Regions from separate parts of the Mus musculus genome. Here all the other regions are linked to region 3. Evidence: chromatin contacts called from public Hi-C, HiChIP or PLAC-seq and promoter capture Hi-C data. All regions are on one chromosome and are shown on one strand. Each heading gives the region's core, a stretch centred on a gene start, on an enhancer-like site or on the middle of the called end of the contact. The rest is flanking DNA. Distances are from core to core; before and after follow the strand shown.

Region 1 (2,700 bases), core at 80-2,579, 2.0 Mb before region 3:
CCCACATCCATGGGTTTCACATCCTCACATTCAGCCAAAAGCAGATATAAAAATAGAGAAGATAAATTTGCATCTGTACTGAATGCTTTTCTTGCCATTACTCCCTATACAATATAGTACAGGAGCTATTTACATAGCATTTACATCGATGTACATATCACAAATAATCTAGAGATTGTTTAAACTTTACAGAAAGATGTACAAGGGTCATATGCAAATAGTATACCTCATTACGCAGGGGACTTGAGCATCATGCATTGCGGGACTTGTGCAAGGTCCTGCAAACAATCTCCAGGGACAGTAAAAATGACAATACTGTCTGTACTATATAGCACTGCTCCCAATATTAGAGTGAATCCTAAGATCTACACAACTGGAAGGCTATAGATTAGAAATCTATAATCTTGTAATGAGCCAGTGACTCATCTGAGTGACTTGTTAGCCAAATTTCATTCCGGCTGAACCGTGAAGTTGGTGGGAGAGGCCAGGCATTCTATTGGAAAGAGGACACTTCAGTTGCCGGATGGTACCTCAGAGTCGTGATAGGGCAAAAATCCAGTTTGTGCAGGTGTTCCACGTCCCCTGAGAGAGAAAAGAGGCCAAATCAGTCAGAGCGGTCCACACTTGCAACATCCTAAGACTCCAGATTATCTGTTTTACCCCGCCCCAACCTCAGCTCTTGCCTGCGACAACTTTAAAAAATGTTTCTGTTGCACTCAAAGACATCCCCATTTCACTTCGCTATCGTAGACTAAATATGCGGCACTGCTGCCTACTTGCTTATAAATATGCGTAAATATTTTAAGCTAAACTTCCTCTACTGCTCTAATTCCTCCTAGCCTCATCTCTCAAGCCTTCATTGGCTCCTTCCATTTTTAAAACTTCTCATCTTCATATCACTGTGTTAGCCCGGTCCACATTCACAGCCTCTCAGAATCTTCGGGGGTGGGGGGGGGGAAGTCCCGTTCGTTCCCCAGATTTATCCTTTTATGCCAGTTAGCTCGCGTGCCACACAACGAAATCGCAACATCTTTTAAAAACCGCGAGGGGTTCTCTTCCCACTCTGACTCTTGGATTCGCGGAGACCTCATGACCCATACGAGAACAGAAGAATGGGGGGGGCGAGTTACAGTCAAGTGGAATTTTGACCGAAAAATCCCTAAGGACGTGCCGCAGTGGGCGTGAATCCCCGGCTCCGACCTGACTGACATCCCTCGGGGGCCGACGGGGCCACCTGTGACCAAGCAGGAAGTTCTGAACGGTTTGCGCGCCAAAAAGCCCAGCGCATGCGCACACAGCCACGGGCGGGGCGGGGGCGGAGTCCCGGCTGGCACAGGATCTCGCGTTGTCTGGGGAAAGAGGCACAGAGGTCTTTACGGTGGCGTTGTGGGAACCGCCCACCACCTCTCCTTTAAATCTTCTTTCTTTCTTCTTTTTTTTCTCTGTCTTTTCTCTGTCCTCTCAGCCTCAGTGTAGACAGTGAGCGAAAGAGCTCAAGGCCGGCAGCTCTGTGGAAGAGTTATGGCTGCCATGGTCGCGCAGCCGGTGCCTCAGAGTGAGAGTAGCAGAAGCCACACCGTCGATCGTCTTAAGATGCTAGGGTTTGCTTTGGCCTTCCCCCTTTTTTATGATGCTATGCAAACCAAAAAACAAAAAACAAAACAAAAAAAAAATCACCTTGGCGCACGGCGCCTGCGCAGTGCTTGTTTACCGCGGGCCGAGCGCAGGCCCCTTCCCTCCGCCCAGATCCTGCGCCTGCGCCTGCGCGGCTGACGTGGATTTCTCCGGGAAAACCGCGCCTCCTAGTCCCGGGACTAGGGAGCGAGCAGCCGAGTGTGCCGTGGGAATCTCGGAGCCCTGAAATGAGAACCACAACGCCCAGAGTCGGTGTCGCGGCAGGATCGTGAGCACAGATGACCCAGGTGCTGTGCACGCCACCGTCGCTGAAGTGAGCAGCGGAGCGTGAGAGCGAAGACCGGCGGCGCTGACGCCTCAAAGGATGGACTTTGTTTAGCAAAGATGCAAATAAGCCTGACCCTAAGGCCGCCGGAGTTCGAGCAATTCCTGACTGGGCTAAGACTGTTCTTGAAGGCGACTCAGAAAGGCGGCCATGCAAATTTTGAAACTAGAAAGAGCTGACACTAGAAGCAGTAGCCCTTTAAAGCAGAAGCCAGTTAGTTCATAAGAGTCTGAATGTCCCTTCAAAGTCCGCTCTAAATAGACTCAGACAGTGCTCATAAAATATTATCTGATAAGCATAGATTATTTTAGATATGGTTATCCATTTGCAAGTAGAGGCAAACTGATTTGTGAAGGAATTTCTATTGATAGATTCCAGTACGTTCAAAAAAAATTAATAACTGGCAACTTAGCTAAGCCTGAGCATTTTTCTAGTTTTCAAAACAATGGAATTTATTTGGCAATTTTATTAGACCCTATTTTTTGACCGGTGAGATTGAAGTCTTTAGATTTGTAACATTTTTCTACCAGAAAAAGTGAGATTTTAACCAGTAAGAAGGGGGAAATGTATGTATGTGAACAGAAGAGGTCAGAACTTGAAGACTTGTCATGCTTCCAACATTTGTCTCAAGAGAAGCTATCATCTCACCTCGGATTTTTTTTTTTATGTTCAATATAATAGTAAAATTTAGCATACTTTGAACATTTTTTTTCCTATACAATCTGGGTATGGTGGTACAT
Region 2 (2,700 bases), core at 15-2,514, 2.3 Mb before region 3:
AGTTTAAGCCCAACCTAGTCTAAGTAATGAGTTCCAGGCTGGGCAGGGGTACACAGGGAAATGTAATCAATTAAATTAACAAATAGTTTCATTAGGGATATCCAACAGCTCTTAGGTGACTTAGATCTTCTGGCTTTTTTGATCCCTGATTAAGAATTACATATTAGGGTTGGAGAGATGGCTCAGAGGTTAAAAGCACTGACTGCTCTTTCAGAGGTCCTGAGTTCAATTTCCATCACCCACATGGTGGCTCACAACCATCTGAATTGGGATCTAATGCCCTCTTCTGGTGTGTCTGAAGGCAGTGGCAATGTACTCATAAATAAAATAAATAAAAAGAATTACATATTAGCACAATTGTAGTGCCATTAGTTCATGAAGTTATCTAATCCACTAAAGGTGTGAAGCTCAACTTAATCCTGTTGAAAAGGGGGACAGAGACATAGAGAGAAGAGAGCTTGCTGACTCGCTCAAACTTAACTTGTATGTAACTATTTCAAGTGTTGGCAATCATTTACAGCATACTATCAAGAAGTCGGTAGGTAACTCTCCTCTCCCCGTCTCTGTTTGCCTCTGTCTCTCTGTCTGTCTCTGTCTCTCTCTGTCCCTCTCTCTCCCTTCCCACCCCCACCCCACCCCCACCTTTACAGAGTATCACACAGCAGGTTGAATAAGGAAAAGGGAAGAGAAAGCATAGGAGAAAACATGGGAACTTTTTCCGTCCTTTGAGCAAGTACATGCTACTCCCTGAATTGCTTCAGCCGCCCTCTGCAGACAATTTGGAGCTTGTGCCATTTATAGCAGGTGCTTTCAAGCCCGCCCTACCATCTGTTTTGGGGACTATCCAGGCCAGCCCCCACTTTGCCCAAGTCTGGTCCCTAGGGTCGCTTCGGGGTGGTTGCTGGAGCTGGGCCCCGGAAAGGAACGGAGTTGTTCCCACAAGGGGTCGCGTCTACCCGAGGCCAGCCAGAGGCGGAAAGAGACGCCTTTACCTGCAAGCGAGAGACCCCTGTGGCCCCCGCGGCGCTTGGGCCCAAGGACAGTTAGGTCGCTTTTGCAAAGAACCAGCGAAGCGGCGCAAGGCTCTGGGGAGGATCGCAGGGGATGCTCCGCAGCTCCCGCACCGGTCCCGCAGATTTTGTCGTGACCAAGTTCCTGCTTCCGTCGCAGCGACTGAAAGTTTGCACGGGGGAAGGGCGCGTCCCTGCCCTGCAACCCGGAGCTGCTTCCCAGGCAACATCCAGCCTGACCGCCCCAGCCGGGATGTGCGAACCTAGCCGCCAGATCCCCAGCACCCAACGCACTGAGAGCCACTAGAGGGGGAGGATTGACTCTCGGGGTCACCAAGGGTCTTAAACCGTGCCGCTCGGCCGCGGGGAAGCCATGAAGAGCAAATGCACAGGTGCTGATGGGGAGGTCACACACCCAGGTGTACTCCCGCTCCACGCTGGGTCGCAGTCTTCTTGTCTTTAGCAAGCAACCACAATAAGCGCTGCTTTTTGTTTCCAGACGTTATCTGAAGGCCTGGCCGACTTGGAATTCTTTGGGTACGCAAGGACGACCTTCAACTCCTGATCCTCTTTCCTCTACCTCCAAAGTGCAGGTGTCACAGGGGTTCACCTCCACTTTCTGTTCAAGGACACCTTCTTGGTCAAAGATCACAGAGCATCCTAATTTGGGCATAATTAGGAGAGTCTATTTCCACAATTGGGGAACGGGAGGGGCTCAGTCACAGCTGGCAGTTCTCCAGCTAACTCTGTAAGGCACATGGCTTTTCCCGGGATGTACTGGGTTGTTGTTGCTGTGTGTTGTTGTTTATTTTGGCTTTTTTTTTCTTTGAGACAGGTTCTCACCTGTCTGGTCTCCAGCTCCACGTGTAACTGAGTATGAACTTTTAAGTCCTGATCTTCCTGCCTCTACCTCCCAAGTCATGATTTGTTTATGAGTATGGATAATAACGACGAAAGCAGTGCTGTCTGACACAGCTGTTAAAATGACATCCCTAAACACTTAGCGTAGCACTCTGGCTTTATGGTGGTTTAAAAGTATTTGACTAAAATGTACTTCTTAGCCGGGCGTGGTGGCGAATGCCTTTAATCCCGGCACTTGGGAGGCAGAGGCAGGCAGATTTTGAGTTCGAGGCCAGCCTGGTCTACAAAGTGAGTTCCAGGACAGCCAGGGCTACAGAGAAACCCTGTCTCAAAAAACCAAAAAAAAAAAGTACTTGTTGCCAAATAAATAGAAACGAGGCTTAAGTGGTTAAGTTATCTCTGACTGCTCCCTTCACTCCTGTTTGCATATAACCCCAAACGAATAAAACCTCATTAAGAGACTGATGTAATCCAGTCTAACTTTCGGCGCCATCTTCACATTGGCTGGGGCGGAAGAGTTTTGAAGCCGCAGTTATAGATGATTGTTCTGGGCCTGTACAGTCAACACATAAGCTGGCTTTAACCAGTAGCTGCAGGAAGTATATGTCGTCAGAGAAAGCTTGTGAACAACGGTCCATTGTGTGATACCAACTCGGGGCAGGTAGAGGGTGACCTACTTTCCAGTTATAGTAATGTTGCCACAGCTTGGTACCAAGGAGTAGCCAAGGAAAACTAGACTACAGTGTGGATTAATGACTGCGCTGGGGTAATTTTCTTGCAGCAACAAGATGAAGTGGATGTATATTCTGTCTCTGTAGATGATATGAAG
Region 3 (2,700 bases), core at 95-2,594:
TGGTGAAGGACCAAATTCCGAGGGCAAGAAGATGCCCATGAGGTTTAGGCCGGCTAGTCATGGTTGTTTCTCACTGGCAGAGTGTGGGCCACGTGGAAGGAGAGTTGATCATGTTCTATCAGAAACCTGAAGGACTCACAAAAGAATAAGCTCATTTTGTCAGTAAACTTGCACTGTGTTTGAAACGGGCAGGGGTACACTCTTAGAAATGCCACAGAGAGAAATGGCACCTGTTGGTGACAAATTCCCAGCCAGCAGGTCACCGCTGATCTCTTCTTGAGTTCTCATGTGGGGAACCCAGTGTGCTAAGCCTGACTTCAGAAGGCTCTTAGTGTCTTTGTGAAGGGGTGGTTTGGGGGCCTTCCTGTAAGAGTCTGACTCCCTCACCGCCTAGTGAAAAACTACTCAGAGCTTCTCAGACCCATGCTACAGTTACCCAAAATGGGGCATTTAGCACTTGCTGACTGGAAAACCTGAGAAAGAGAGGAGAGCATACCAAGTGATGCCTAGAGCCCTTCTAGCAAGGCCAAAGTTCAGACCACGACAGCTGGAAGGCCCACCGACCACGTTTATAGCTGGGCCCACGCAGACTCTCCTAGTGCCTCTCCCACAGTTTTCTCCACATCTTCTGGGTCTGCATCAGTTCCCCTTGATGTGGAGGGCTGCTTTGTTTTTTGGCAGTCACAGTGAATATCTTCCTGCCCAGCCCACTGCAGGAATTTAATTCCCCTGGTTTTTGCTAAGGGCTTAGCATTTGACAGCTCTGCACCATATTTTCTCTCCTTTCAAACAGTCTCTTTAAAGTGTGCTCAAAAACAGGAAACCACACATCTCCACCCCAGCACAAGCCGCCATCCACAGCACAGTCAGTATCAGAGGTAGGGTTTTCCTTTTCCTGAGCGCAGCCAAATTCCAGCTCCTGCCTAGCAAGGAAACCACCCAGTGCTGCCCCCCACTCCGCCCCCATTCCAGGTATCCCCAGAGCCCTTCTCTAGAACATTCTGGTAGCAGGGTACTCTCTCCTACCTCCTTCAGCTTGTCTCCCCTTCTCAGGGCTGACTTCCCCTTTTCTGCTCCAGCAATCTCTTTAGCACTTTCTTATCATGAAGTTCGGTTTAAAGAACCGCCCTTCCTAAGAACAGCAACAGCTCCTCTGGCAAGGGCAGTAGGGTGGTTCTGAGATTTCCTACAGGACTCTGCGCCCACCTGCAGCCTCCCCACCTCAGGCATTCAACTTACATTCCAGGCTCCAGTCGGCCCTGTGTCTCTGGAGGTTACCTCTGTCTCTCAACTCTGACTGAGGACTGGCAGAACAGGAAGGAAGTTGAGAGAGAGAGAGAGAGAGAGAGAGAGAGAGAGAGAGAGAGAGAGAGAGAAGAGGAAAAAATGTTTTAAACCTACTTGACAAGGAAACCCTGGGCTGTCTCGATATCCTGCTCTGCCTATCTTCCGATCAGCCGTCTGAGCAGCATTCTTGACAATTAATGACACATGTGGAGCAAACCAGCCCATGTGACATAGATGCATGAGTGTGCATGCTGGGGGAGGGTCCCTGTAGCTGTGTGTGCTTTCAATGACTGGGTGTGCGTGTCTAAAAGCCATAATCTCGGGGAGAGACATAGGGCCCCTAAACAGAAGTAATAGGCTTTATTGTGTACTACAAACTTCTGCTCCTCTAAGGCTCCTGTCAGCTTTCTTTTATTTATAATTCATTTATTTATAGTAAGACAACTTGCTGGTAGGAAATGAGGAGTAGAAATTATGAATGTTAAATGTATATACTGGGTGCTCAATTTAAATAATTTGTCTTCAGACAGAGGGTTTTTTTTTTGAGCTTTATTTATTGGTCCTCATTTGAAGATGTTGCTGTGTATTATTGCACCACAAGCCTTCAAACGAAATAAACAAAAGTAAAAACAAAAGCAAGAACAAACACTGTTGGTTATATCTAGGAATGTAGATTGTAAATGCAGCTTCATTAATTCCTCATCTAACGCAGAAATCTGTGACAATCACATGGATGCTAAAATTGACTTTGCAGCTATTTGAGGAGTGGCTTGTGAATAAATTTAAATGAGAACAAGCTGCCAACACTGTGTGCAGTCCCGTTGGAGACAGGGCTGCGGTGTCTGCGTTTCGATGCTTTCTCTAACTTGCTCCTAAGCTGCGGTCAACAAGGCATGCTCGTTTATACTAACATTTCAATAATCAGTATTTGTATTAATATGCGTAGTGACTGCTACCTCAACCAAGGCACTTGGGGAAAATGGCACTTTTCCTCTCTTCATCCAAATAGGCTGCATGCTCTTCAGTTATTTTGAACGTCGCTGTGAGTTGTGTCTGGTGCTGAGATGTATTCAAATGCTAAGTACTGGCCACCAAGATCTGGTTGTCCCCCAACATCTTCAGTAGACCAAGTGATGCTATGTAAATCTCATTCCCCAATTGAAAACTATTGGCTAGATAAAAGTGGTTACAGCCAATTACCAGGTAGAATAGAGGCAAGTGGGTTTTCAGTTACCAGGATGAGGGTCGCAGGTAGGGACCATGGGAAAAAAGAGAGAAGGAGAGGAAGAAGAGAGGACGAGGAAGGAGAAAGGAAAGAAAGAAAACAGGAGGTCTCCATTAGACATGATGAACCAGGAGTATGTGGCCGTGAAATGCCCCGCCCACCAGGATAGACTGATGGAGCAGAAATAA
Region 4 (2,700 bases), core at 4-2,503, 2.0 Mb before region 3:
ATCTGTTTTTCAGAGCATGGATTCTTTTTCATTTGCCATCTTTCACCTGAGCCACACCCTACTCCTGCCCCCCCCTTTCCTGGCTTTAAAAAATAATAAAATTAAAGCAAAAAAGAAACCTTGCAAACGACACTGAGGGGTAAAAAGGCCATGGATCCTACTTAGAAACCTATGGGGTCGTCTCCCTGATTTCACTCGCGTGGGGTTGTAATAGGGTGGGGTCAGCCACAGGCGGATCCCGGAGAACCGAAAGTGCACTTATTTCCACGTACACTCAAGTCTCAAGTCCCTCGGGCCTCCATCCAAGTCACAGACTTATCATGCATAAGGACTCAGCAGAGGTAGGAACCAGAAATTAGGAAATCTTAAAAAATAAAACAAAAGAAAAACCCCTTATCCATGCTTTGGGCGCGAAACCTCGACGCGCCTCTAAAAGGAACGTTAAGAAAAAGGCCGGGAGAAGGGCGCGCGGTTCGGGCGCCGGCCGGGGGATTGCATCATTTGCGGCTCCCCCTCCAGAACCCGGACTGAGAACCGCAGCCACCATCATGGCGCTCGGGTCGGGACGCGGGAAGCGCGTCCAGGCCGCGGCCAGCGAGCTTAGAAGCGTTTGCAAACTTGTTACTTGGCGGCGGAGCGCCGGTCTCTGGCCCCCTCCTTCCCTTTGTGTGCGTGTGCATGTGCGTGCGTACGTGTGTTTGCGTGTGCGCGTGTGTGATGTGTGCATATAAAGCGAGAAGTTGAAGTTTCTCCCTCTGGCCTTCCCCAAACCCCCCCTCCCTCGTCCCGAGCTGGTGGTTGTAAACTTGATTGGCATTGGCTGCGCCCACTGACCCCTGCACCGAGTCCACTGAAGATTTAAGGTGGATCTGCGAGGCTGCAGCTGCAGGCGGAGCCTCGCGCTTAACTGAGTTTTGGAAGAAAAAAAAAAAAAGCCTAAACCGTGCGCCTGCTGCGTTTTACGAATCCTTCGGTCCACAGGTCCGCGGGTCCCCGCCCAGCCCGCCGCGCTTCCCCCGCCCACCTTCCCCTGCTTCCCCATTGGCTCGCGCCTGCAGTTTGAATTTTTTTTTTTTTTTTTTTGGATGCTTGTTTTCTTGTTAAAAAAAAAAAATTACCGTACGGTAGATCATGTGATGAGACTTAGTTGGGGAGTCTGAGGTGGGGTGTTTTAGCTGGTTTGATTGCAGGTAGTAGGGAGTAGGATGGGTGGAGCTTTCTGTTCCAAAAGTTGCCCCCCCCCCGCCCCGCCCGCAAGTGCCGTTGACAGAATGCAGGCGGGAAGCTTCAGTTTGGGTAGAGATGTAGCATCAAACATTCACGGATGTCCAGGGAGCACGGGCACACAGGCTGCTGGCCAGAGGTACTAGGAAGGTACAGGCGGGAGTTCGACGAGGACGCACCTTCCCCTGTCTTGGAAAGGTAGACTTGGGGAGGGCGGGAGCGGGTAGTTATCCTAGAAATGAATATTACCCGTCATAGGAATAAACCAACCAAATACAAGGTGTGGCTATAGACTCTATATAGAGCAAAAGAGGTGTTATTTCTGGGGTTAGAGTGTCAAAATCCATCAGGACAAAGGCAGTCGGTGTCATTTTCTTCCTTTTTAACCTTAAAGGGGGGGGGGAACCTGTCTGTTTTCCAGGTTTGGTTCCCCACCCCCCCTTGTGAGGATGAGAAGGGGACATAAAGTCCCCTTTTGATTTCTGGGTCAGGAAACTCATTGGAAAGAGTTTGTTAAGATCTAGGAGGATTCAATTAGTAGAACAGGTCTAATACAAGTGATGGCTTTTATTAATTAGGATCCAACTATGTTTTTCTTTGCAGTGAAGCTTTTAAAACGTCATAATAATTAAACAGTAGTCCTAGATCAGTCTTTCTCTTTATCAGGGACATCTCATATGTATACCTTTCTTTGCCTTTGCCTTTTTTTTTTCTTCCCTTTTTCTTTCCTTAAAATAATTTCTCCTGATATCTCCTTTCAGTCTGTTTTAGCCAGAAGCCCAGCCTTAGCCTCCATTGGCCCCTGAACCAGTATGCCATGTTCTTAGTTTTTTAGCTGTCTAGTTCTGACCTTACCTCTCCCAGTCCACTAAGCTCCTTGACCCCGTCCATAAACCAACATGTTTGAGCTGCTCTCCAGGCTGTATTCATGGACTCTGTTAGAGGCTCAGTGCTTACCTCTGCCTTTCAGAGGACACATCCGATCAGAATGAGCAGTCCATGAGGAAAACCACATCCCTGGAAGGAGGAAGCTAGTCTCAGAAACAGGTCTTCATCTTGAGTGTGAGCCAAGCAGGGATTTGGATGGTCCCCGGACAGGGGTGTCATAGATAAAGATTCAGATAGCACGTGACTGTGAAAACAGGCTTGGAAACTTGGGCTTGGCATGGTGGAGCACACCTGTAATCTGAGCACTTGGGAGCTGGAGGCAGGAGGATCAGGAGTTCAAGGCCTGCTTAGGATACTGAGAGACTTTGCAGTCAGCCTGGGCTGCATATAACCCTCCCTACCTCGAATATACCAACAAGCGTACAAACAAAGGAGGTCATAAATAAAACCCCACTGGACATGGTGGTGTACAGCTTTAATCCCAGTACTCGTGAGGCAGAGGCAGATGGATCTCTATGAGTCCCAGGTCAAAAATAAATGCATTACTACTAATAATGGCTCCCCTCCCTCTTTCTCCCTCCCTCTACT
Region 5 (2,700 bases), core at 90-2,589, 2.9 Mb before region 3:
GTGCGTTCCCAGCCTGACTCTTGGAAAATTTCATTTAGAGTGTCCTAATATGAGTATGTATGAACAGAAGTTCTGTTTATGAAAGTCTGAGCACGTTTTTACGACGCTGAAAAGTGTGCAGGAAATAAATAAATACATAAGAAAGATCAGAGGCAGAACTAGTTCCAGGCCAGCCTGAAAGAGTTCCAGGACAGTCAGGGTTACATTGAGAGATTTTACTTCAAAACAATACTGCTTCCTCCCACCCCCACGCCTCCTTCCCAAGAAACTACAGAGGTGGGAATACAGAGGTGAGTCTGGGAAACCCTCAGCAGGGAAGATGAGTATAATGCATTCATACACGCATACATTTGTGTTTATTTTACCGTCAAAGCACAAAATGGAAGTGCATCAAGCTCTTCGTTATATATCCACATATTAAACCTGTATAGACTAGAGGGTTAGAATTTAAACACCATCTTCTGCGGTGGGCATTTTAAGAGATTATAAATAGCAATAAAAATAGAGTGATCGGAACGCTGGTGCTCAAGGCTAGCGCCTCAGCCCCAGGATTCTGGCAGCCCCTCCTCTGCAGGACCCCGGGCTGTCCCCTCCGCCAATGACCGAGCCCGAGGAGCGGCCCAGGGGAGGGCTAAGATCTGCTGGAACGCGCCCTGTCAACTTTGTAGTCCAGTCACCTACGTCGGTTGGTAGCGGCCGCTGTGGCTTTAAATGGCCGGGGGATTTCGAATCGGGGAAGGCGGGAGGTCAGGCCGTGGGGCGCCCCCGTCGCGGGGAGCACCCCCGCTCGCCGCGTCCCTGCGCCGGAGCGCGACCGCGCGGCTTTGTCTCCAGCGTCGCGCCCTGCACTTCCCCGTGCGCAGCCTGTAACCCGAGCTCCCATTTCCTGGTGGATTCTCTTAAAGCGGCCGCGGTCGCCGCGCAGAACAAAGGCCATTGTCTCGCTTCCTCCTGCGGCGCCGCGTCCTTCCCGGAAAGCCCCTTCCTAGACTGCGGTCCCCAGGCTGCATTTGCGCCTCTGGGAGTGCACAGAAAAGCCCCTACTGTGCGTGGCCCAGGTCCTCCTGAGGCGCAGCCAGGGGAGTCGGGAGAGAGATGAACCAGGCTTGCTGGTCCTTGGGCCACGCTGCAAGGTTCCCCAAAGGCGTCCTCCGCCTCGGGGCGGCCCAGTGGGCATCCCGCGCCCCTCCCCCGCACGCCTTTTGATTTCTCCGCGGCCCGCGGTAACCCGAGCTTTTATTTCCTGGTGGCTCCTTTAAGAGGCAGAGCCGGGTGCTGGGAATTCACGTCAGTTTCTGCCCTGAAACTCTCAAGATCAATGAGCAGAGAGCTTTCTCAGTTCTGCCTTTCAGTTTCTCTCTTCCAGGAAGGAAAACATTCGAGAAAGAGAGAGGGAGGGAGGGAGCGAGGGAGCGAGAGAGCGAGCGAGCGAGCGCCGCGGGAGGGCGGGCGCGCCGGCCGCGGGTGGGAGGAGACACGCCAGGCCGGCCTGCTGCGCCCGGGTCGCCGCGCCGCGACCCGCACACCCCACGCCGTGCTCGCCGGCTCCTACGCCCCCGCACCTCGCGCCCAATCCGCGCGTTGAGAAGAGCCCCCCCTCCCCCTCGGGCGGCCGCCGCCAGCGATGCTGCAAGAAACTTCTTAAACGACCGCATCCCGCTGCCCCGCCGAGCGTTTCTGGGTTGGGGAGAGGAAAGGAAAGTGGAAAAAAACTGAGAACTTCCTGATCCCTTTCGCTGTGAGACATGTCTGAGACTCCTGCTCAGTCTAGCATTAAGGTAACGATCGGATTCCCCTCCTTCCTCCGCTGGGCGATCGGAACCCCCTTACCCCGGGGCTGCTGGTGCAGTTGCTAGGCTGGCGGGGAATTATTTGGGGCGCGAGGGAAAAGGAGATGCAGCTCGCGGCCGCGCTGTACCCTTTAGTGTAACCTTGCTGCACCCCTCTCCGCCGAGATCCTCTTGGGCTCCTGCCTCCCCCCCCCACTCCCTTTCTTTCTTTCCTTTTTTTAATAGTATAGAATAGAGTTTATTTAGGGCAAGGGGAGGGGAGTCAAGAGGGTAGTTGTGGCAGAAAAAAGCAGAGAGAGGGAGAGAGTAGAGAAGTAGAGGCAGGCCATGAACACGTGGAGAGAGAGGGAAGGGAATAGGGAAGGTAGGGGGAAGGTAATAGCCCAAGAGGACAAGAGAGAAAGAGAGCCCCACTCCCTTTCTTTTTGACAATGTAATGCCGCTCTCAATTGGTAGGAGGAACCCGGGTTGTCTTCAGATCTGTAGAGCACCTCCGTAATTAGTGCGCTTAAAAATAAGAAAGGAAAAAGAAAAACCCTTTCTCTTTATTCCTACGCATAACGTGAGACTGAATTGTAACTTTTGTTCCCAAGGGGTGGTCTCTAGGGAAAAAGTTCTAGGGGCTCCACTAGGATGCTCTCTCTCTCTCTCTCTCTCTCTCTCTCTCTCTCTCTCTTTACGCCCCTCCTCCCCCCCCCCCCCCCGTTCTATCACACAAGAATTTTACCCTCTCTTCTCTTCTGATTGTGATTGCAAGTCCTAAGACAGTCTTGGTGTCAGCTTTTCCTGGGCATTGCACAATGAAAAAAAAAATTAAACCAAGGTGAATAAAGTTGCTGAATAGTTGTTTTACGCTAGTGCATATGAAAGTTGAGCAATCTGAAAGTAGAAAACTCCTGTGATGAAGGGT

Evidence for each region. A called contact is a pair of places that touch in the nucleus more often than the background predicts. HiChIP or PLAC-seq counts read pairs in DNA pulled down with a chosen protein or histone mark. Capture Hi-C pulls out chosen DNA fragments and counts their contacts.
Region 1: a promoter capture Hi-C map of liver shows a contact between it and region 3, with 4 times the contacts expected there. The contact joins the promoter of 2810454H06Rik here to the promoter of Arhgdib in region 3. A contact is called at or near these places in 1 of 115 datasets of contacts at active chromatin or transcription factors (bone marrow-derived dendritic cells) and 1 of 9 other capture datasets (liver).
Region 2: an H3K27ac HiChIP or PLAC-seq map of bone marrow-derived dendritic cells shows a contact between it and region 3, with 11 times the contacts expected there. The contact joins the promoter of Mansc1 here to the promoter of Arhgdib in region 3. A contact is called at or near these places in 2 of 115 datasets of contacts at active chromatin or transcription factors (acute myeloid leukemia and bone marrow-derived dendritic cells).
Region 4: a contact with region 3 is called in a Hi-C map of CD8 T cells, with 6 times the contacts expected there. The contact joins the promoter of Lockd here to the promoter of Arhgdib in region 3. A contact is called at or near these places in 3 of 39 promoter capture datasets (liver, neutrophils and pre-B cells), 4 of 484 Hi-C or Micro-C datasets (CD4 T cells, CD8 T cells and LSK cells), 4 of 115 datasets of contacts at active chromatin or transcription factors (acute myeloid leukemia, large pre-B cells, memory CD8 T cells and 1 more) and 1 of 9 other capture datasets (liver).
Region 5: a contact with region 3 is called in a Hi-C map of LSK cells, with 7 times the contacts expected there. The contact joins the promoter of Etv6 here to the promoter of Arhgdib in region 3. A contact is called at or near these places in 1 of 39 promoter capture datasets (liver) and 1 of 484 Hi-C or Micro-C datasets (LSK cells).

What each region holds. Positions count from the first base shown.
Region 1 is chr6:134,896,632-134,899,331 of GRCm38.p6, forward strand. 2810454H06Rik (RIKEN cDNA 2810454H06 gene) reads left to right here and starts at 1,330. Exons shown (of 1, transcript NR_029441.1): 1 at 1,330-2,700. Gpr19 (G protein-coupled receptor 19) reads right to left here and starts at 1,563. Exons shown (of 4, transcript NM_001362050.1): 1 at 1,201-1,563; 2 at 531-582. RefSeq lists a cis regulatory region at 975-1,510.
Region 2 is chr6:134,631,224-134,633,923 of GRCm38.p6, forward strand. It overlaps Mansc1 (MANSC domain containing 1), which reads right to left and starts at 1,265. Exons shown (of 4, transcript NM_026345.4): 1 at 993-1,265.
Region 3 is chr6:136,940,412-136,943,111 of GRCm38.p6, forward strand. It overlaps Arhgdib (Rho, GDP dissociation inhibitor (GDI) beta), which reads right to left and starts at 1,345. Exons shown (of 6, transcript NM_007486.5): 1 at 1,240-1,345.
Region 4 is chr6:134,927,839-134,930,538 of GRCm38.p6, forward strand. Lockd (lncRNA downstream of Cdkn1b) reads left to right here and starts at 1,254. Exons shown (of 2, transcript NR_037956.1): 1 at 1,254-1,447.
Region 5 is chr6:134,034,361-134,037,060 of GRCm38.p6, forward strand. Etv6 (ets variant 6) reads left to right here and starts at 1,340. Exons shown (of 8, transcript NM_007961.4): 1 at 1,340-1,778. The coding sequence starts at 1,746. It overlaps Gm46977, which reads right to left and starts at 952. Exons shown (of 4, transcript XR_001785383.2): 1 at 682-952.